Regions from separate parts of the Oryzias latipes genome. Here all the other regions are linked to region 3. The links are chromatin contacts, called in public Hi-C maps. All regions are on one chromosome and are shown on one strand. The core of a region is the stretch at or near the end of the contact, and the rest is flanking DNA. Distances in the headings are between cores, read along the strand shown. Region 1 holds the start of lsm2 (U6 snRNA-associated Sm-like protein LSm2). Region 2 holds the start of bcl6 (B-cell lymphoma 6 protein). Region 3 overlaps LOC101167359 (lipoma-preferred partner homolog).

Region 1 (4,521 bases), core at 1,663-4,162, 180 kb before region 3:
ATTAAAGAGATGCTCCTCCCTCGGCTGAGTCAAAGCACCATCCTCCACACACCAAAGACCTTCAGATAAACCCCGCCTCCAACTCCACAGTCAAATGAGCCGATGGAGTTCTCTGAGATCAGAGACAAAAGAAGAAAAGAAGAGAAAAAACATCAGTGATGGGAAAGGTCAAACAATCAATATAAGAAATGTTTTTGCTTCACAGGTGTGTGAATAAAAAATATCTTCAGGGTTACAAGCTGGATTTTTCCATTTCCAGGCAGGTCAGAAACCCAGGAAAACCAACTCAATGCTTGATTACTTTCTCAGACTGATTTGGAAGCAAAAATGGTGTTAAATTCTTGCAGGGTTGGGTAGGAGGATTCAGCTGGCCTAATTTTACAAATTTGTTGCTTTGAGTCACGAGATCTCATGACTGTTTCCATGATTATCTAAGCTAACTCCACAGCAATCGTGATCTGTGCTTTAAAATAAAAATATTCTAGAGTTTTACACTAGACTGTGGCTAATGAATGTCTACCACACAGTATTTTCTAACACAAACATTACTTTATTGACTTTAAGATGTACAATAAAATTCCAAATATGTTCAAGTGTATATGCTTGCTTAGCTTTTGTGGTCGTAACATTACAGTAAAATTACTTTTCATATTTTCAGAGATGCCGGGGAAATCTGTTTTCACTCTGCAACAAATTTGCATCGATTTCCTGAATGAATCCAGCCCTTCAGGAAACCAATTAAAACCCAAACAACACAAAAAGGCTGTGGGCAACGTTAAATATTCACTGCATTGACTGTATATAAGAACTGAACTGAGTGAGTGTTATAGAACATGACCCATTTCTGGCTGCAACAAAGCAAAGTCAATCCAGTCGCCATTTTTTCACTGTAAGGACCTGTTCATGTTGGTGCCAGACAATGTCAGTACGTAGTGATCAGTTCGAAATAGTCTGAGTCTTCGTTTCTATGGCAACCACTCTCACCAATCTTGAGCGAGCTTGTTAGAAGGCCACACCCCCATGTGATAGCAGACTCATTCCAACGTTTGGAACAAAGATGTGGGGGGCCAGTAGGCACCACATCTGATTGGTCAGTTTGCAATTTGAATAACTCGCACTACAGACAAAGCAAAAAAATGAGGATTAGCAAGAATCTTAAAAAAGGTATCAGAGCCAGAATGGTTATTCTGACCAAGAATGAGCAGTAGCTGTTTATTTCTCAACAGAAGTCAATGGGATTTTGGCTTCTTGGAGCCAATGGGTACTTCCTGTTTGGAACGCCGGTACCTAAAGCCTAAAAAATTTTATGTCACTGGGACGGGAAAACGTTTTAGTGTTGCTCTGGGGGCGTGGCCCAAAGTGAAACTTTTTAAAAATGAAAGGAGCTCACCTGTCCTGGTGTTTTTGTGCCTTTTTGGTCATTTTTCCTGCATGTTCAGCCGCCAAATTTGAGGTGGTTTACAGAAGAGAAAGTAAGAATAATAATAACTATATTTTTTTGTGATTCCGATGTGTTTCCTGTGTGTGCTCGGATGATATTAACAGTTTCGTTGTGACTTCAAGGGTCAAGTGACAACATTTATTCATTCTGTAAAGTCTTTTTAGAATAGGGTTAGTTTTACATGATAGTCTATAGAGAAACTCTGTTTTTGCTTTTAATGATCCACTTATCTACCTATCCATCCTCAGAACCCACTGAATCCTTTAACTGAGCAACTGTTGAGTAAAGTTAGTGGACCACTACGTCACTGTGCAGCCCTATATTTGATGAAAATGAATTAAGTTAACAGTTGCAGAAAGACTCACTCTATCAAGTATGTATCTTGTAATAAAAGAATTTCCAAAACATAGGAAAATTCATAAAAGGAGTAAATGGTCCAGAGTTATCTCACCTGTTTGTTTTTTATCCTGAACTAGAGTCCACTGAGACACCGTCCACTCCACAGTTTAAGCACATTTAGTGGAATTTACCCGTGTCAACAACAGAAGACCCAGGAGCAACGTCTTAACTTTCTCAAAAACAAAACAAAAGAACTTTTGAATTAATAATTATTTTAAAGATAAAACTGTGTACATTCAGTTGTGATTCGTTGCTATAGAGTTTTCTGTTTCAGATCAAGTTCGTAAACCATGATGAGTAAAGAAGCTGAAAAGATTTGTTAAAACATCTGAGTGCTCGACACTGCCCCCGTGTGGTCTTTCATCAGAATACAGAAAGAACTCTTGAAACAAAACGGTCACAATTGTGTTCATTTTCTGATTTTTATTGCATCAAACTGTAGATAAAATCAGAAAGACATTGGAGAAGAAACAGAATAAAACTCCAAATGGCACTGGAGACCAAAGGTTCTTTAAATTAGAAGACGTAAACAATAAATATATCCAGTTTTCATACAGAAAACTTTCAGCATTAAAGCATGAAAAGCATGCTTTCCTTTGACCAGTATAGAAAAACACAATTTCTTTACAAAGATTAATATCGTTATTAATATAGTTTAGGTTCTATGTTTTTATTACGACCCTACGTTTTTTTTTTGTTTTTTTTTGGTGGCCCTAAAACTCCGTCGTAATTTATAAAAGAACATTGAGGAACAAACTTAATCCTGATTAAAAACTCTTGCAGCAAATTATAGACATTTCAGGTTTGTGTTTGTGTGTGTTTTTAAATCACAGTAAAGGTCTGCATACTACAAAAAAATAAAGTTTTGAGGTACAAAAAGTATCACAAACATGTCTGGTAGCTAGACTAGAAGCTAGACTAAATCTGAATTAGACTTTTGATATTTTATTCAATTTTTTAAGAGATGGCTCATAATGTTTTTTATGTCTTTTTTTTTTAAAGAAATATGAGTGAAAGCCTAAATTTAAATCTCGGTCAATGAAAAACACCTGATAGTTCCTTAATAAACATTGAACGACAGTGTGTCTCCCTCTAGTGGCGCAAAGTGGTACTCACTCACCGCTGAAACACGGCGCAGGCTGATACGTCATCAACAGCAGCCAAACCTTCTGTAGAACACCACAGCCAAAATGGTAAGGCGTAAATCGTCATTTTAAAATGTACTTTTTTAGTTTAAGTCAAACATTTTAGGTTTCTGAGTGTCAGAATTCTTCTGAATTTCTTTTGTTTTGTCGCTGAGTTTGCTCGCAGTGTGCTGAGCCGCTTTGTCGGCCCATCATCGTGCTAACATCGTCTTTTTTTTAAAAAAAATCTACAGCTTTTCTACTCGTTTTTCAAGTCTTTGGTTGGGAAGGACGTGGTGGTGGAGCTGAAAAACGACCTCAGGTTGGTTTTGATAACTCAACATACCAATTTGTTTGGTAATGTTTCTTTTCAAAGCGCCGTTTGTGGTTAAAAATGGCGCGTGGTTCTGCTAGCGCTGTTTGAATGGGTGCAGTGAAGAGCTACTTAGCATTGACAGAGACATTGACTCTGTCAGAGTTGCTGTCTTTCCTTCTAGCTGGTGTTTTGCATCTCATGCTGGTCACAGTGGCGTGGGGTTGCCATCCCTTCCTTCCAGCATTTGTTGCAAATCTGGCTCAATAGGTTGGTGCCAGCAGCGTGAAAAATGTACTTTTTTTCCTGTTAGTTTTCTGAGCTAACTCTTGGTCTGCAAACGTGCTGCAAATTCATTTTAGACCTTTTTCCCGAAGAAGTAGGGTCAATTGCGGGGGTGGGGGTGGGGGGTCAATCAAACTAGCTGCATCTCATGATGAAAGCTCAAAAGTAAATATTAAAATTAGCTTACAGTTAGTTGTTGGGCATTCTTTAAAGACGTAACTCATAATTCTTAGCTCCTCTCACAGATGGACGATACTTAGACATGTGGTACTTTTTTTAAAAACCCATCCAAATGAAAAAAGTGGTTTTGATGCCATAAGCTCCCTGCTCTGCTCCATTCTGATGCATCCACTTGCAGGCAAATAGATTTGTCCGTCTTTGTTTTCCTGGTCTGAGCTGGCACAAATAACTGTACGGCTGGATTGCTCCAATATTACTTTTTTTTTCTTTTTTGTTGCACACCTAATGTTGGGTTAAGGGGGGGGGGTTGTAAGTTAGCAAAGGATGATGGGAAGATGGGGCAGGCTTGCTCTGCACCAACGATCTCAGACAAATTTCTAGTGAACAACTGCTGCTCTGCAGAAACTGTCCTAGAAAACGACGCAGGTTTTTTTTTTATTTTTGGCTAAAAACAGCACATTTAAAGACCACTAGGAGCGCTTTAAAAAGATAAGAGTGGGATATAAGAAAAAACAGACTTTCCTGCAGCATTGACAATAGAAATAAATTTACTGAACAAAAACTTTGACTTGTTCAATACAAATTTGCATATTCCCAGAAAGTCATTTAACATCAAAAGTTCACTGTTGCATTGAAAGCTTCATTTTCTCTTTTTCCCCCCAGTATCTGTGGGACGCTTCATTCTGTTGATCAGGTTAGAAAATAATTAATTCTTTACTTTTTTTAATTAATCAATGTATTGGTTTGCAATTTAAAAATGTTGTTCTTGTCATCATCTA
Region 2 (4,402 bases), core at 865-3,364, 160 kb before region 3:
TCCTGGGTGGAGCGCTAGTAAAACTAAAGCGGAACACATCTTCATTTTTAATTACCTCACATTCACGCAGGATCATCCAGCGCTTCCTTTCACAGTCAGGTTTTACGCCATTCCTTTTCCATCAAGATTTCAAACATTTCCGCTCTCCAGTGGCGTTTAGGTGTATTTCCATGTCAGCCTTTTTAAAGGTTTCCTCCAGCCAAAGCAATAAACGGATTAAAACCCAACATGGCAACATGGGATTGGCGAGGATGAAAGCAATGCAACTATTCCCCAGATGGGGAAAAAAGAGGAAAAATCTGTGTGCCACCATGGATTTTACAAAGGCAAGCAGCTGAATTGTATTTAAATAAAATATCGATAATGTACTTAATGCATCCAGAAAATGACAAACACAAATACTTGTTTTAAAAGTATATGTTTTCAATTGCATCTGTTTTAGGTAACATTTAGTCAGACACGTCTATATGGTAGAAAGTCACACAAACATTAAACACTTGTGTTCCTAAACTATTTGAACTAACAGGGAACACATCAACATAGAGCCATCGGGCCTCAGTTAACCTGCATTTTTTTAATGCCTCTGGCCTCACTGTGTTTTCATTAAAAGCATCTCTGCACCAAGGAAAGGGCTTGCAGAAGTTGTGCCGGCACCTGAGCTCAACACCTTCACACAGTTTGATCTGCGCCTCATCTTGCGACGCTTTGAAATATGTTTTGTTCTGCACGGGTCAGACCACAAGCAATTCCTCCGAAAAACGGCGCACGCAAGTTTTTCTGTGCTGACAATGAAGTTCAAACTGAAAATGAAAAAACTGTTTTTGGGTTGTTTTTTTTTGGAAGCTGTCTCAGAAGGGAAGAAGACTTTCATCTAAAACACTCACCTCTGTTTGACATGTCCTTGCAGAGCGAAGCTGGCAGGAAAATCAAAAGGGAATCAAAAAGTTCTGTCAAATTGCTCACCTCGCGGCTAATCCTTAAATCGTCTTTACATGCTTTTACATACTGCAGATAAAACCTAAGGTCATTGTTTAGTGGAGTCAATACTCCCATTTGCCTATCAGATGTCGGTTGTTTTATCACACTTGTGCCTACAGTTCATCCTTTATGGTTAGTTTGCATCTCGTAAAGACAGGCAGCGATTTGATTAAACCTCAGAGATTATAGGACCAATATAAAAGTTATATGGAAATATGCAGGTTATCAATGCAGGTGTGAGTAAACCAGTGTCTGTGGCCTTTGGATGAAGTTCAGCTTTCGTCCAGTAACTGTTCCTGTTTTATGTGGAGCTCTTCAGATATTAGCTGGAAGTTTGCCTCATGTCAGAAGGAAAGTTGTATGCGCTTACAGATCTCAGGAAAAAAATGCGTTGTGAGGATTGTGACTTAAAGAAGTCAAAATCAACATCCTTTCCTGTATTTCCTTCCTCTTTTTTTTTTGTGCAAAAATTTGAACGATGAGTTGTAAGACTGCAAAGGAATGCAAAACATGTCGTGCACTTCAGTTTGATGGAATTTGTCTTCAACTTTATTTTCCTCACTTCTAAATAACAAAACAAAGAGGTCTCACCTTTTTTCTGTTGAAAAGAGTGAGGCATGATGGGATCTGGTGGGATTCGTCCGGCGTCCAGTTCTGGAAGTGTTGGGACGTCTGGCGAAGAAACCCGAGCGGCAGAGGCTGGCCGATCTCCTGAGTGGCAGCTTCGCGGAGGTGAAGATGCTCCTCACTGTAGGAGCACAGCAGATCTGCGTCTGTGCTCCGGCGAAGCTTCCTGTCTGCCCTCCTTGAGCAGGATGGGAGAGGAAAGGCGGGCACAGCGTCTGGGATGAAGTGAGTCAAATTGACTGAGCACGCTTCACGTTAGAGAAACGGTCCACAGGGCATCTCTCTGGCTCTCTGAGCTGATAGGCCGCCTGCACTCTAGCGTTCATTGATTGTCGCACTCACAGTCGCTCCACTTTTCCACGAATGCTAAAACTGTGGGACAGGCTCAGTTTTGAAAGAAGAAGGAAAAAAAAAACAGGAGAGGGAGTGAGGGAGAGATTAAACAGCCTGTAAAATAATCCCAGTTCCTCTTTATAGAATTCATTTGAATGCAGAGGCTGAAATCACGTTAAGCCAGCGGAGCACAAACCAGTGCCTTTAACCTGGAGGAACTCTTGGAGCCCAGGCCATCTGTCAGATGGGTTTGTCATATACAGCTACAACACATTGTTTTATAAACAGAGCTTTTATACAACAAACATTTCAGTGTCCCAGAGCATTAATCTACCTAAGATTATCTCAATCCATGGAACTGGATATTGCTCTTTATGACTGGTGAGGTGGAGGGGGTGTTGTTACATCACCCCAGCTGTCACTTGAGCGTGGCCCGGCCAATGGGAAGATGAGTGATGTTGCTGCTGCAGAGAAAATTAGGGAGCAAAATCCTGACAACAAAAGAACGGCAGAGGGGAAAGGACCTGAAGTCAGCGTTGAGTTTGCAGAATGATTGTCGTGCAGCTGCAGGAAGTGCTAAAAACAATGCATTACTTTATGTTTTCATTGATGCAACCACATACAAATCTTGAGTCTTTTAATGCTCAATTATAATGGACACTTGACGTTGATTTCTAATGAGCACAGACAGTGAATAAACAGGGTGAGAAGCTCTGAAGCTTTGAGTGCTTCAGAGATTTGGCCGGCTTCAGCGGGCCTCCAGCATGCGGGGTCGCCGGTGAACACACCGGAGACAGGACTGCAGCTAAGAAAGCGCAGAGGCGGCGGGTGTCCGAGGGGGTCCCACGTGGAGTGTGTTCTTCGCGACTGCGGGATAATCCGCTGGATGAGTCGACTAATATTCAGCCAATCCTGCTAAAGCCAAATTAGTCCAACACATTTCCATCATATTCAGAGTAAAGCAGCCCCCAACAATCTGAGCCCTTGGGATCCTGACAGCAAATGACCGGTGAGCCTCGCAGATCCCTGTGATCCAGAGATAAACTCATGAAGGAGCTTAAACCTCTTAATGACACACAAAGGAAAGTCAACAACAGGTCACGCGGCCTTAGAGGAGAACTCGTCTTGTGGCAAACAGCGTGCGATCAGAGAACCTGCAGGAGGCCGAAACAATGAGGAGATTGACAGGGGTCAGGGGTTTCAATCACACGACCCACCACTGCCGCCCCCACTTTGTTTGGCTGTCTGAGGCTTATATGAGGATGGCTTCTGTAGAGCAGCACATGAGTGACCTTAATCATCAGAGGGATATTTGGGTTTTACTTGGCAGCGATGCGACGCATGCGGTCATCGTTTGACTGGCAGGCAGAAAAAAAATGAAAGTGTAATCCATATGATCCCGCTACAGAAGCAGTGTTGCCGTAAACCCCAAAGCCAAACAACATCAGGCACGTTTTTATGTTGGGAAAGATGTTGGATTATGCTGCCATCTGATATGAATGAACAAAAGAGGCGTTCAGATGCAAACGGGATTCGGATTTCCTGAAGTGCCTTTTTTTTCCCTTTTTGTTGCCTTTTTTTTATTTTAATAAAAACATAAAAATCCAGCCGTGTGTGGCAACGTTCCAGAACAGCAGAGGTTTTTTAAAAAGCATTGACTGCAGAAGAAAATCCTGCAGCAGAGAGTCAGAGCCTTTACCTGTCCCCTGTTTGGAAGATAACCTTTCAACTGGCGGCAATTATCACATCAGTAAGGGATGAAACACCTGCTTGTCATTCTTACTTACCTGCTATCACACATATCTGGAGCCCATCCACAGTACTAGCCTTTGCTGTGCCAAAGTGGAGCTCCCTGGTATTCATGGCTGCCGCTATCAACTCTAATAAAGGTCACGGGAGCCAAATCTGCAGCTTTGCATTAGCTGGCATTTATGCAGCAAAGTGAAGATCTATTTTGGGAGTGACCCTGGATCCCGGTAACAAATGATACTAAGTGAAAGCATCGAGGTTAATGTTGTGGGATTGACCTGCTTCAGTGAAGAGACTCTTCACAGAGGTGTGAGTGGGCCATGATCACACGAGGAAAGCCCAAAGAATCTCTTCTTCGGATCAACAGAATTACTGGAAGTTTGTCTGCCGAACAAAAATCAATAGAAAGATCAATTTCTTTTGACTTTAGTCTTCCTGATTGCCTTTAATGGTTTGTGATAGATGATCACTCACATGATCACAGAAGCACATTTTAGTTTATTTCAATGGGATTAGATCATAAATAGATAGACGAGGGATGTAAATAAATACAACATCTGTCTACATCTATCAACATTCATCATCAACATGCACATATCAACATCCTATAACATAACATAAGATCCGTTTAAAAACCCACTCCGATGAAATTTGTATTTTTCCATTCCATTATTTCTTTATTCAATTCACTGAATAAAGAAAGGAGCAGATGAGA
Region 3 (4,090 bases), core at 1,379-3,878:
CAATAGTCCTTCACCGGAGTGACTGTAACACGACTCTAAAGAGAAATCAGCGACTCCTTCTTTTAGTCTGGATAATCATCTGAGCTTTTTGGGTTTGTGTAAAGGATGAGCTGCTCCTTTTTTCCTTCAGGGTTTGCTCAGAATTGACACCACACCAAGCCTGCATGGTTTCTGGTGGTCTGTGGAGAAAAAGGCTAAGCTGTGACACAAACATCAGGCAAAATATCTGCTTTTTGCTAGAGACCAGTGGCCACATTTTTATGGTTTACTGTTTTATTGAAAAAACAAAGGTAAAGTAAAGTATTTTACCTAAACTTTTTAAACCATTTCAAACTATTAGTTTTTTTTTTTTTTAACTTGATCCATTTGAGTTATTTCCATTGGCCTCTTATATTCCCAGCTTTATCACTAAGGTAGACCCTAATAAGCTTGCCTATTTTGTCCTGCTTTAAATCAGACTAAAAGGACAGAAGCTGCGTGTCATGGATGCTTAAGTCAACAGACACCTTGCCCCAGGAGAAAGAGGGGGTCACTGTCACTGTTTGAGTCATTTTTCACCAACAAGTCAGAGTCAGTGGTTCAGTCCAGAGGAACCCAGCAGCAGCAGCACTGCTCAGCCCGTCTTTCATCAGACTCTTGTTAGATGCAGCAGAACTGCCTTTGGTAGCACGCAGTTAATTCCCACAGCATGTTTTGGCTCTGACCCCTGCATTCTGGGAGCGTTTGGACGACCTGCGTTCACATTCGCACAACATCAGATCATCTGTATATTTGGCTCGCCCTGAAATCGGAGCAGCAGAACGTAAACGGTGCTCAGAGGTTCTGATGTGGACTGGTTCCTGCCTGTGTGACTGGATGTGGTCATAACCCGCAGCGGATACATGTGTCAGTGACGTCCACAGGGTCAGAAGATCCGGATTCTTATCCGTTTGCAAATATCAGACATCCCTGTGTCTTCTGTTTTAGAACATTTAAAAGCATTTATTTCCCTTTAATGAAGTCTGTGTGTATCCAGAGAGTTTTTCATGAAGCCTTTTAAAGTTTCCCATGTGAAGATTTCACACTTTTCAATATTTTTATGCCGTGTTGATTAATTGAGCTCTTATTCAGTGTTTCTGTTTTAGTTTTCAGTCGTTCTTTGAAAAAAAAAAAGGGGAATTTTTAACTTAGCTCTTTGATTTATTCTTGTTTTATTTGCCTTTTTATGCCAGAAGAGCCCAGGATTTGATCTACATAGCCCTTCATTATCCAGGTCCTGCTCACTTGGAAGCTCAGCCTTTTAACTTTTTTAAATGTTTTGCTTTCCATTGACCTCCTCATCCTCACGGTGTCAAACTGTGTCTGGAAGCCCGTTACTAAACAGCAGAAAGCCGGCCGACCCGGAGCATGTTGAGATGTTGTGGTGCTTTGAGAGCACTTTGTAGGAAAAGGGAACCATTTCAAAATAGGAAAAGCGGGCCGCTGTTGACTTTAGCGCGCTCCGCTCACCCTTCGGTTCAGCAGGAGGCTGTCTGACCTAAATTCCCTTTACCTCATCTGCCTAGACATTTGTTTAGCCTTCTGGGCAAACACTTAGAGAAATGTATGAGGAAGAGGGGGGGTGGGGGGTACATATGCTTGAATACATCACATTTAGTCAAGGGAGAAGCAGGAATGCGGACATGTGCAGACATAGACAGCCCTCTAGTGGCAAACTGCAAAGAGCCTGGATGTTTGACAGAAAGGGCATTTCTGCAGAACGTCTGAAACCACGAGCCGGAACAAAGCAAAAATACATCAAAATAAAAGAATAATCATTTTAAACAAAAAATCCCGTCCACGTTCGCTGTTCTGACATCTGACCCAGAACCTTCTAAAAGGGAAAACAAATGTTACCTAATCCCAAATAAAGTGAGTCAGGAATGCAAACCCGCTGAAGCCGGGCAGAATGAATTAATTGAGGTCACGGAATCTCACCATCAGAGAAAGAAGAGAGAATTTTTTGTCTTTTGAGCACTATACTCATTACAGTGGCCCGGAGGAGCTGTGTGCTGTGAAATCATATGCTCTACTTAAGCTAAACAAGGGCAAGGTATTCCCACATGAAGGCCGGATGAGAATAAGTAAGTAGAAATGCAAACAGATGAGTTGAGGATGGTTTAGTGTTTTTGGCCCTGGTATCTCACTCACATTCTGTGGTTGCAAATATGCTACCCCCCTCGCTTTCTCTCCCTCTTTACCTCCCGTGTATGCGTGTGTGTGTGTGCGTGTGTGTGTGTGTGTTTGTGAGTGTGTGAGGCGAGCCTCAAGGGTTCAGTGCAGCGAGCTCATTAAAGGCTTTATTCCACTTCCAGGATCACGCAGTATTGCAATATGGACATTGTTTACACACAAATGTTGCCCTGGGAATAATGTTTATTTCTATTACTGTCTTGGAAAGGGGTCTGGGGGAGGGGTGTGGGGGGGGATCACAGAGCTTGTCGGCACACATTGCTTTTCATGAAATACTGCCTCTCCAGGAGTGCTTTGAAGAAACAGCCGTTTTTCAAAGCCCTTTTTTTTCCAGCCCGGAGTCGTACATCAGCTGCGCACCTCGTTGGCCTCTCACCCTGCAGGGCTGCGCCGCCGTGTTGTGGAGATCATGTCAGGAGCAGTTTTACAGAGCAGATGCAGTGACCCTCATCCTGTAGAGAGCTTCCGCGCTCATTAGCATTGTAAATACAAATGTCAGTGCGTGTGCAGCACGGCCAGGCGGGGGCTGGCTGGAGGTTTTTTTTTTTTTTTACCTCAGCCGAGCGGTCACATAAGTGTCATTTTAAACGGCATGGCCCGCTGGTGCATCTGCGAGGCAGCGGATGACGCAGCGCAGTGTTGCTACACACCCCGAGCTGTGTTTGGAAACACTGAGGCAGCCTGCTACTACAGCGGGGGCCGATGGGAGCAGCTGAACCGTGCATTTTTTAGACCAGCCAAGTGCAGAAAGACAGAGAGAAAAGGGGGGGCTGGACAATCCAGGAAAGGCCTGAGCAAGAAGCAGCAGCAGTAGCGGGACCCACCGGCCCGCACGCATCCTCATCAGGCCCCGCATTGATCACCCACACTTGAAATATCCGTCCCCCTGTAATTACATGGCTGCATAGAGAGGGGCGGTCGTTATTTATGAAATATTGAAATAACCAACAGCGTCTCTCTGCAGATATTAGGAAGAAAGATGTCTCCGATAAGTCAGAGGCAGGAGCCGCCACGTCCCCCCGTGGGCCGCCTGCCCAGTCGCCTGGCTGCAGAAAACCTGCAGTCATCACAAAGGGAAAATATTTACTGCACACACTCTTGCGTAAGGAAGGATGGAGTGTGGGAGAGGGCAGCAGAAAAATGACAGTGTTTGTGTTTGGAGGGGAGTGCTAATCAGATTCTTTCAGCTCCAGAGGCATTCGAGGACAGCTGAGCCGAGGAACCTGATCGTGGATTTGTTTGCTGCACAAGAGCAAACAGGAGCAAAAACAAGTTGAAAATCACTGGCATGAGAGAGAAAAATCTCCCAGTCTAGTGGAAATGCGTTGGGGAACGCGGTAAACCGGAAGCAGGTTTTGTTGAGTATGCATGTTTGTGTCCGCAGAAAACGCTGGAGACCTGCAGCATCTGCAGTAAGCCCATCATGGAGCGCATCCTGAGGGCCACAGGAAAGGCCTACCACCCTCACTGCTTCATCTGCGTGGTGTGTCACCGCAGCCTGGACGGCATTCCTTTCACCGTGGACGCCTCCAACCAAATCCACTGCATCGAGGACTTCCACAAGTATGACCTTAGACCATTCTTAGGTCTTTCTCTCTGGTATCAGCCAGTCATTAAAACTTGCTTTAACACTGGAGAAGTTCAGATTTGTGCTGTGAATACTTTTTGCCCCCACCCATAATCCCCCCCTACTTCATATATCAGATACAGTAAGAAATGCAAAAAGGTTAGCATCCCTCTGGGTTCAAGGGAACGTGCATTCACACTAAAGTACATCCAAGACAACGCTTGCTCTAAACTGCACCCGGGTTCACTCACAGTCACAGTCACTCACTCGCAGATCAGAGCTCACCTGTTTGGTCCAGGTGAGCTTTTACAG

Evidence for each region. Hi-C and Micro-C count contacts between places; a contact is called where the count stands out from the background.
Region 1: a Hi-C map of embryo shows a contact between it and region 3, with 1.9 times the contacts expected there. The contact joins the promoter of lsm2 here to the enhancer-like site in region 3. A contact is called at or near these places in 2 of 5 Hi-C or Micro-C datasets (embryo and fibroblasts).
Region 2: a Hi-C map of embryo shows a contact between it and region 3, with 2.2 times the contacts expected there. The contact joins the promoter of bcl6 here to the enhancer-like site in region 3. A contact is called at or near these places in 2 of 5 Hi-C or Micro-C datasets (embryo and fibroblasts).

The regions. Positions count from the first base shown.
Region 1 is chr4:27,135,082-27,139,602 of ASM223467v1, forward strand. It overlaps lsm2 (U6 snRNA-associated Sm-like protein LSm2), which reads left to right and starts at 2,913. Exons shown (of 5, transcript XM_004068207.4): 1 at 2,913-3,033; 2 at 3,219-3,286; 3 at 4,406-4,436. The coding sequence starts at 3,031. inpp5d (phosphatidylinositol 3,4,5-trisphosphate 5-phosphatase 1) reads left to right here. Exons shown (of 27, transcript XM_011474394.3): 27 at 1-595.
Region 2 is chr4:27,153,254-27,157,655 of ASM223467v1, forward strand. It overlaps bcl6 (B-cell lymphoma 6 protein), which reads right to left and starts at 2,115. Exons shown (of 10, transcript XM_020702639.2): 1 at 1,570-2,115. The coding sequence starts at 1,597.
Region 3 is chr4:27,316,498-27,320,587 of ASM223467v1, forward strand. It overlaps LOC101167359 (lipoma-preferred partner homolog), which reads left to right. Exons shown (of 8, transcript XM_023954483.1): 6 at 3,596-3,774. Among protein-coding and RNA genes, the nearest start is that of LOC101164881, 53 kb to the right of the region's middle. Within about 2 kb of position 2,629, at least 5 of the 8 cell types and tissues checked have an H3K27ac peak or open chromatin away from gene starts, as enhancers often do. A contact at or near this core is called in embryo, where this site is marked.